3 separate regions of the Mus musculus genome follow, and regions 1 and 2 are each linked to region 3. Evidence: chromatin contacts called from public Hi-C data. All regions are on one chromosome and are shown on one strand. The core of a region is the stretch at or near the end of the contact, and the rest is flanking DNA. Distances in the headings are between cores, read along the strand shown.

Evidence for each region. Hi-C and Micro-C count contacts between places; a contact is called where the count stands out from the background.
Region 1: a Hi-C map of uterus shows a contact between it and region 3, with 4 times the contacts expected there. The contact joins the enhancer-like site here to the promoter of Antxr2 in region 3. A contact is called at or near these places in 2 of 39 promoter capture datasets (the 3T3-L1 cell line and pre-B cells), 1 of 484 Hi-C or Micro-C datasets (uterus) and 2 of 9 other capture datasets (adipose tissue and pancreatic islet).
Region 2: a contact with region 3 is called in a Hi-C map of B cells, with 1.7 times the contacts expected there. The contact joins the enhancer-like site here to the promoter of Antxr2 in region 3. A contact is called at or near these places in 3 of 39 promoter capture datasets (3T3-L1-derived adipocytes, the HPC-7 cell line and pre-B cells), 5 of 484 Hi-C or Micro-C datasets (the 63-12 cell line, B cells, the C10 cell line and 2 more) and 2 of 115 datasets of contacts at active chromatin or transcription factors (the 230-238 cell line and bone marrow-derived macrophages).

The regions. Positions count from the first base shown.
Region 1 is chr5:97,805,585-97,808,812 of GRCm38.p6, forward strand. No RefSeq gene overlaps it. Among named protein-coding and RNA genes, the nearest start is that of Gm34097, 40 kb to the right of the region's middle. Within about 2 kb of position 1,772, at least 44 of the 459 cell types and tissues checked have an H3K27ac peak or open chromatin away from gene starts, as enhancers often do. A contact at or near this core is called in adipose tissue, pre-B cells and uterus, where this site is marked.
Region 2 is chr5:97,883,602-97,886,915 of GRCm38.p6, forward strand. It overlaps Antxr2 (anthrax toxin receptor 2), which reads right to left. Exons shown (of 17, transcript NM_133738.2): 17 at 1,087-2,999. The coding sequence ends at 2,961. Among named protein-coding and RNA genes, the nearest start is that of Gm34097, 38 kb to the left of the region's middle. Within about 2 kb of position 2,035, at least 18 of the 459 cell types and tissues checked have an H3K27ac peak or open chromatin away from gene starts, as enhancers often do. A contact at or near this core is called in the 230-238 cell line, the 63-12 cell line, B cells and 2 more, where this site is marked.
Region 3 is chr5:98,029,457-98,032,368 of GRCm38.p6, forward strand. Antxr2 (anthrax toxin receptor 2) reads right to left here and starts at 1,561. Exons shown (of 17, transcript NM_133738.2): 1 at 942-1,561; 2 at 128-199. The coding sequence starts at 1,093. It also overlaps Gm42759.

The DNA of each region.
Region 1 (3,228 bases), core at 522-3,021, 220 kb before region 3:
AGAGGCCCGGGGTTTGGGGGAGATAGATGAGGAAAAAGATGAAGCGAGAGAGATGAAGACTGAAGTTTGCTGAATAAGCTGCTGGTAGAAGGACTGGTGGTCGTGTCGTTCTTGCTGGTCGAGAGCGGACGCGACAGCAACTGTAGATTTTCCTCTAAAATTCATAAATTTTCTAGTCCTGTATAGATAAATATATTGCCTACACTAGTCATGATATACTTCTTTTTAGCAGGTTTTCAGATCTTGAAAACATGTATATGCACCTAAAATTATACAGATTGATCAGGTTCTGTTTATGGAGAGAGAGAGAAGGAGAGAGAGAGAGAGAGAGAGAGAGAGAGAGAGAGAGAGAGAGGGAGGGAGAGGGAGAGGGAGAGGGAGAGGGAGAGGGAGAGGGAGAGGGAGAGGGAGAGGGAGAGGGAGAGGGAGAGGGAGAGGGAGAGGGAGAGAGAATTGAAAAGGGCCATTTATTTGAAAGAAAGTAAAATGAGAGGGATTCATGGTAAGGTTTAGGAAGAAGAGGAGAGGGCTGGAGAGATGGCTCAGTGGTTAAGAGCACTAACTGCTCTTCCAGAGGTCCTGAGTTCAAAACCCAGCAACCACATGGTCGCTCACAACCATCTGTAATGTGATCTGACGCCCTCTTCTGATGTGTCTGAAGACAGCTACAGTGTACTTATAATAAATAAATAAATAAATAAATAAATCTTTAAAAACAAAGAAAGCGGAGGAAAGGACATGGTAAATAATGTAATTATGTTACATCTCAAGAAATTACTTAGAAATAATGTGATTATTATTGTAATTAACATGGGAAGCATTTTTGAGGAAAAGTTAAAGGTATATAAATATATAACAACTTTTAATGTTCAGAAATCCATCTTTAGAATTCTAACAATATCTCTGCCCTGTTCCTGCTTCTGCTGCTGTGTTTTCTCTATTCTCCAGCCCTGCTATTCTCCCATCTATTGCAGATAGCCTTGACTAGGTCCAGTCTGCTGCCCATGTTCAGTCTACTTTCTCTCCCTGCTCTAGACTCTTCCAGATGTGCCTAAATGTTCTCTCTGTCTCTCTGTATCTCTCGGTGTGTCTCTGTCTCTCTCTCTTTCTCATATATCTACAATAAAAACATCACCTAGTTATCAATAATAACCACAAATAGTAATTCATCAAGTATTAAAGATTATGATAAAATAAAGGCCCTTTACCCCACTCCTCTCTTTAATAGTAGTAAAATAGTAAAAGAGTGGGGGAAATGCCTGCTTCAAAAACAGTAAAAAGATAAAAGAAAAATTCCAAAACATGGGAGAGGTTCCAAATTGAATGGAATTTGTACCAAATCAATAAAGGTTTTTTTGAGGCAACCTCTAATGAGCTCATAGTTCACAACATATAGTATCATTTTAAACCAGCCAGAACAGCTCAATCAATAACTTTCCCAGCAATAAGAATATTGACAGTAGGTGGAAGACTACAGCATACAACAGCAAATGGAGAGGGAAGGGAAAGAATTAGGTAGAACAGATAGTCCTAGAAGAATCAGAGTGCCTGAGCAGAGGGAGAGGCCTTCATTGCTGGGCAAAATAAACAGAAAACAATAGACTCTGGAGTTTCCACAATTTACCCCTAATTCCCACTGTGACTACATTTGGAGATGTAGCTTAAATGAGATCACAAGGGTGTGGCTCTGGTCTGGTATTTCTGGTGTCTTTGAAACAAGACAGAGGCCAGCAGCATGCACTCAGAGAGTAGAGGCTGTGTGAGGACATAGAAATAAGACTAAGTCAACAGAGAAACCTCAGGAGGAAGTAAGCTTTGAAACCTGGAGTAGGGGTGCCCAGCCTTCTGAAGCATGATGAATTAATTCCAACATGTGGTTTTGATTTAGGGAAGCAAAAACAAGCTACTGAGAACACTAAGTCTGAAATTAGCATAAAGAAAATCTATACCATTTCAGGGCTTTCTTCATAGCGACTCAGACCTAGTCTTTGAAAAACATTGAAGGTAGAATACAAGATAAACAGTGTGTGGAAGGATAGTTTTTTGAGGCCCTATAGCCATGGTGAAACTTCATGAGTATACATTTATTTGACTGGGTATGAATAACAACATCTGTTCAATCCCTAAACAAATGTCTCCACAATGGGGGTACTCTTAGAATGGGTACATTTAGACACAAACTTATCTCACATCTAAGCATATATCTAATATATGTTTTCCATTTTTGAATTATTGAGTTTTTCTTTCCCCAATAAAATCCTAAGAAAAAATAATGCCCGGTTTCTAGTTTTCAACACCTCTCAATATCTTTTTAAAATAAAAATTATTGAGTCTGGAGAGACAGCCATAAAGAGTACTTTTGGCTCTTGCAGATGACCCAGGTTCAGCTCCCAGAACTCAAAAGTTGGGTAGTGACCATCTGTAACTACAGTTTCAGATCTCATGCCTCTTCTCACATTATTGGGCTCCTCTATGCATGAGGAGCACAAACATATACGTAAGCACATACACATAAAATAAATGAATATTTTTAAAATAAATAATTCTCATAAAATTCAAATAAGAAGATTTTTTTCTGTTACCTTTAGTGACAATCTCCAGATGTTGAAGAGCTAAGAGCTCTCCATTTTTTTGAAGCATTCGTGCATGTATGAGTGTATGCCAGTCTATCTCTCTAGCCATATATTCTTGTGAAGATTTACAAAAAGCATAGTATAATACATAATTTTCTTTATACTCAATGTACATTAGCAGTTTTCCTTTTCTTCCTGTATAGACCTAATTCTCTTAAATTATTACACACTACAAACCATAGTTAAAGTTGTTGTATTCCTAAAGGGCTCTTGTGTTCTTTTATTTTTCTCTTATAAATATTGTAATGAGCAGCCTTATAGATACATTATAACAGATTATAAGTATAGTCATTGGATAAATGCATGGCAGAAGTTATATAAATTTATGTGAAAAAGAAAGGAAAAATTCCAAAATTCACTCAGACACAAAGAAATAGCCTAACTAGACCCATTTCTAGTGATGCAATGAAGACAGAAGCAAAGGGATTACAAGCATATATCAAATTGCTGACATTTTTTTGTAAATCTGGGTATCCAAACCGATGTCCTGAGGCTTGTATTTCGAGCTCTCTACCAGCAGGCCTTCTCCCCAGACTCACAAGCTAATTTTTACTTTTGTGCTAAGTGATTTAAAAAAATCAAAATCAATTTGCTT
Region 2 (3,314 bases), core at 785-3,284, 150 kb before region 3:
AATATAAATTTTTAAAATAGAATTAACTTGGGGGAAGGCATCAGAGCTGCAACTCTTAGCACCAAATGTTTCTTCTTGGAGCACCAAATGCTTTACGGAAAACATTCCAAGTATCTAAGTTTTCAGATAGATAAATATTTATGGATCAAATCCATAAAGAACAGACATTGTTATGAAATATATATAGATGCCTTCAAAACTTTCTTTCTAGGCAGAGGAGACACATAAGTTAGGAGTCATTTCCCACTTAATTGCTTTTGCAACCTTATGTAACACAAATGGATGATGGACAAGACTCATTTGTTTGTACAAAGGAGGAGATCTCGACTGACATCGTGTCCAGATCAATCACACGGGAGCTATTGCTATGTATGAAAAGTGTCACATAAAGATTCGCAATGTCCTCTGCCAAGAAGATTAATTTTAAAAACAAATTCTCATTTCTGCTAAGATCTGCGATTAAAGCATAACATTAATCTGGTTCATAACTTTAAGGGCAATGGAATTCCATCTGTCTTTGAACCTTATGAATGATCCTTTCCCAGTCTATGTGTAGACTCCTGACTCACCCTCTTCATTTACAGCTCTTTGTTGTATTTTTATGACACATCCTCCAGCCAGTGCAACAAATCTCAAGGAAGCTATTTTGCCATTTAAAGGCAGAGGTTTATTTACATCCCTCGTGGTGCAAACATGCTACAGGATTCTGTGAAAATTTGAAGTGGTTACCAAAGAAACATAGCCAGAGCTTCTGTAGTATTTTTGATGCTCTTAAAATATCACGAATGGGTGTGTGCCTGCATCAGAAATGAAATGCCTTTTGGGGAAGTGGCCATAGGTCCTGTTTTAGAGGCAGACACAGAACAAACGTCTACAAAGACCATCACAGGAAGAGTTAGGTGTACTTACCAGCCTTCTATGTGCACACACAGATTATACCCGTAACATCAACCATGAATCAACTGTGAACATGTTGGATATTTTACAATGGAATAGAATTCCATCTTGTTACTAACCAGAGCAGTTGTGTGTCCAACCCTACAAAGTGTAAGCTCCATGTGAACTTAAAGAAACTGATAACAGAGACACAGGTAAAAATTTTTTATTCACTAATATGTGGAGGTGTGACTTTGGATCCAGCCAGTCAGTGATATAAATAAGGTTGAGCAAAAAGATTAAAGCTAGAGAGTGTAGGTGTGTGCATTTGTATATTTGTATGTGTGCATAAGGCTTCTTGGAGCAGTGCCACAAACGTGGACACCAATGAAAAATATCACTGCCGTCCTTTGAAATTTCCATGAAGAGTACAATGCGGGCAATTATATGAGGATGCTCTAAATGGCTCTTTCCATCTCCTGCACTCACATGCCCGCCAAACATGAAATGTTCGCCTTCTCCCTTCCAAAGTGATGGTTGTTGAACTTATTTTTAGTGTCATTTGATAAGCCTTTGTGCTCGCAGAGAGACATCCCACTGACCCGGCCACTGGTCATTGTCTATAACAGTTCACATCAAAGCAGGCGCGCTTTGTCAGGTTTCCAGTCGAATATCCATTTCGCATCTGAAGTACAGTATCGAAAGTGACTAGATTATCTGAGCTATTTCCTTCGGCTGCTGCCGCCTTCCTCCCCCACCGGGTTTCTGCTCACACTAACATAATTTGGCATCGTTGACGTGACACGATGGTGATATTTCTAAAAATTTATAGTATGTATATTGTCCATGCTTTCTGATGGCGCCCCTCCTGATTTTAATTTATAAACAGAAGGAAGGAGGTCTCTTTCCCAGGCTGAACCACAACCAAGGTGTGGTGCTCCTCAATTTCTAAGTAACATGCATACAGTGATAGGTCACTCAATGTCAAAAGGCATAAAAAAGATGAGCAAAATCTTCACAGGCTGCTGCTTGCTGTTGCCTTTAATTATATTAATTAAACTTTGAAATTTTCATGCAAAGAGAGTTGCTGGCTTGTGACGCTGAAGAGCCCTTGGAGACTTGAAGGAAGAAAAAACCCTGAGCGGAAGCTTTGTGGTTGCAGCTTCCTTAAATTAAAAGCCAAACAAACATCTAGGTGTTTTTACAGATATTAATGCTTTATGCACTGCTAAATCCCAAATGCTGAGAAAGGGGGATCTACCAGGCTGGGGACAACGTCTCAAATCACAAGTCCTTATGCTGCGCTCCAGGTCTTTGGTTGGAGGCGGTCTTCCTGTTGAATTAACGCTCTATTAATTCTCTTGTCTCAAGTGCATAATAAAAGAAAGGTGTCTTGGAAAACTAAAGGGCAAAAATCCTGCTTGCATCCAGTACCTTGAGGCGTCTCGTCTACATTTTGTCATGCGTGTGCACTTTCAGTGTAACAGTGACAAGATTTTCTAGTCAGAAATTTCCTGTAAGGCACAAAGTAATGGAGGACTTGGAAAGGCTTTGCTATCTGACATAGCTACAAGGCAGTGGACTCCATTATCTGTTTAGCCTGGGAGGAAACTTCATGTTTTGCTTGTAGCTAAAGATCTTGCCAAACAAAAGCACAGGGGCCACACATTCATGGCAGAATCACCAGTCTCCATTGCAAACCTCTGTGGCTGGTGGATTTGCAGTCCTAGCTTTGGTATCATTACATCATCGATGTGTCTGCTTTGTCCTCTTACATAGTCAAAACGAGCTTTGCATAAACCCTAGCATGCAAACTAACATTCCTCGGGATTTTCAGTGTCGTGAATCATGGGCTATCGCCGATGACTTTCATCACCTCTCATGTCGATGGCAGAACAAGTGTTGGAAAATGTTTAGTGCACAGAAAGCAGAAGGCAGAGGAAACATTTCCTGACAGAGAGAAAATGGGCTGTTGTCCCAAGAACTTCTGAGATGCACCGGACTGTCGGTTCTGTTGGAAATCAGCATCATGAAGATACACTGTCACACTGTCTTCTTATCTTCTCATTCTTTGTTCTCCCGTCTTATTGATGTGGAACCCGGGAGAAGTTTATGCATCGGCCCTGAGGGAAGAAAGATATCCATGGTGAAATAAGGAAGCAGTTGTTAAAAAGTCAAGGAGCATCTACTTTCCATAGCAAGATGTAACTAATGATACCAAAGCTCAGAACAATGTCCCCATTAGTCATTAAGTCATCATTTTCCCTGGCTCAAGACAACATGGCTCAGATCTTATTTCATTTGATTTTATTTATTGTGTACAGAAAATTTGCTTATTTGATGGTATGCTAAAGTCCATGTAGAAAAAAAAATCAACATGGGATTAAAACTTTGTAAGTGCTGTCTGAAGTGTGGCGCCGCTGTCATAAAATCAAACT
Region 3 (2,912 bases), core at 311-2,810:
GACGTTTAAAATTCAACATTTTGATTTCGGGAAAGATTTCCCATGAGAAGGGTTTTAGAACAGGGAAACCCGGCTGTTTGTTCGATTTCCTTTCCAATGCCAAGAAAGGTACGATGGGGAGACATACCTCACAAATCTCTCTGTCAGCTGGTGGACAAAATTATAAATTTCAATCCAGTTATTTGCTACACTGCCAGACCTGAAAAAGGAAGATAAATTGATCAGAAAGACAAAAAGTGGGCCTTAATGGCAAACATTTCTTCAGTTTTAAAAGGCGCATGATGGGGGGTGGAGGTCGGGGGTCAGGGATAGGGGGCGGGGACTGACTCCCCTCTTCAAAGTTAAGTGTGCTTGTTCATGTCCATGTTCAGAGCTGAAACTTTAGTGTTTGGGCTGAATCAAGGAAACCAGGAAGACCACACTTCTTGGGGGGGGGGGGGGGGACACTTGCTTTGTACTGTTTAGAGAGAGACCTGGCTTTTCAAAATAAAAACACAAGCCCTCATTTCTCAGGAAATGCAAGCCACATTGGGTATATTAAGGCTTTCCCCCCCCCCCCCTGGCTCCCAGTGTGATCAGGATAAAATTAGGCAAACTTTAGAATGTCCGTGGGGGTCTAGGGGGAGTATGATAAAGAGGCACAAAAGTTCCTGGGAGGAAACGAGCTGCAGGTGGCCACACTACCGTTTCCCAAAAGATTCCAGGACAAAAAAAGCACTGCACGCCTCTCCTTTGGAGAACCAAGTAGCCCTGGAGTCTCGCAGCCCCTATTCCTGTACAGCTAATGAGCTTGCCTTTGAAAGGAGTCAGCCACATGCACACTAGGGAGAGTTCCCTCGTCGCCTCCCCCAGAATCCAAACACATCTCAACTTCAGTCCTAGCTGATTCAGAGCTGCCCTCCCCCCAGGAGACCCTGACCCCACAGTCCTCCTTCACTCACTTGTCCAGTACGAAGTACAAATCGAAGGCTTTTTTGCAAGAGGGCTGCTCCTGGGCTTGCAGCAACGACCCCGGACCGCCCACAGCCAACAACCACAGGCCAGGGAACAGCCAGCTCCCAGGGCTGCGCGCCCGGGACCGACCGGCCACCATCCTGTGGCCGGGGCCCGGCAGCTCTCTCTGGCTCACAGTCCCTTGGGCTCGGGGTTCTGGGCTCCGGGCTTCACAGAGCAGAGACGTGAAAGAGGCGGAGTCACCGGGGACTCGCCCGGGGGTCAGAGGCTGAGCGGGGCTGGGATGCCCTCTCCAAGCTCAGAGCCACCCAACAGCTGCCACTGAGGAGAGAGAGCGAGGTCCTGGGAGGACAAAGAGAGTCTCCGCAGCCGCCACAGCTGCCGCCGGAACTCTGGGCAAATCCCAGTGGACAGAGTCCAGTTCTCCCACTCCGGATTCCGGAGAGTTGCTGCAGACAATGAGGCCCGCAGCGACAGCTCTCGGGACAAGTTCCTCGCCTCCCGCTGAGTCTCCGGCGCCCACCCGGGAGCAGAAAGGCTGGCGTCTAGCTGCGGTGGTGAGCTGCGGGACAGGCACCCGCGGACCCCACGATCGCCGCGGGAACTCAGCCGAGTCCTCCTCTTCCGCCTCTCTTCCTCGGACCGCCCAACTCCTCGCGGCACTTTATAACTTTCTTCCCTGCCCCAACCTGGCGCCGCGCCGCGCGGGGCGAGCCTCTGCAGCCCGGGATGCTAAGCACCCGGGGGAGCGGCAGGCCGCCGGGCACCTCAGGCCTGGGGGGTGGGAGTGGGCGCTGACCGGTCTGCTCGTGCGAGCCCGAGGGCGGGGCGCCGGGAGGAAGCCCGACGAGCCACACAAGCACACTTGAGGGTTCGTGCTGAGCAGCGGATGACTAACGCCTGCCAGATTTCGGAAGGGAGAGAGGAGTTCTGAAAAACAAACGTCCTCTAGATACTAAACATATCCAACTCTCCCGCAAGCCTGGCCCGGCCTGTTTTCCCCAGCTGTGCTGGAACGGCCCTCCGCGTGGTTTAGAGACTCAGGACCAGCTGTCTCCTGGATAGTGACGGCCTTATGCCTCATCCCTCCGCACCTTTCATCCATCACACACCGACCTAGTGACGCAGGATTTAAGGTTTAAGAAAGGGGACTTCCTCTTTTCTTTCTCTTTTTTTTTCTATTTGATAATTTTTCCATTTTTCATTAATTCTGAGAGTTTCATGCGACGTGTACTGATCATATATATTTTTCACACACACACACCCAACACCTCCCTACCCCTAACTCCTCTGAAATCAACCCTCACCTCCCTACACACACCTCAACTTCGTGTCCCTTTTGTCAAGAACCCATAGACTCCAATTTGAGCAGTCTATATACTCCTGGTCCACGTGGGGACCATTCAATGGAGTAGGTTTAGCCTTCAAAGAACCACACCCTTAAAGAAAACCATAGCCCCACTCGGAAGCCTTCTACTGTGCATAGCTCCAGGGTGACCGGTGGGATTTCATTAAAAAAAAAAAAAAAAAAAAAAAGTTTCCCACTCCATGCTAGCAGGTTGACTGGCTTGATCTTCTGAGGATATTGTGCGACAACCTCAGCGGCTGTGTGTTCATGCATGCAGCAATCCCGTCATGCCCAGAGGCCAGCGCTGAGCTGTAGTGCCCCTGACCTAGAGTTCTGTGAATCTTTTCACTCACCTTACTCCCACCCTTTGTGGATTGTCCTGGAACGTTAAGGAGGGCTTGTGATTTGTATGTCCCATTTGTGGCTGGGCAATCCACGAGCATTTATTCTCTTCGATTTGACCATTTGTGGGTTTGTGCATTAACCACCATCCCCTGCACTGAGAAACTTGTCTGATGAGGTCTCAGAGTTGCGCTGGCTGATCTACAAGTAGAGAGACATGAATTCAGAGGGTCGTTTGCTTTGATGTCCATTTATTTGACATCAAAGT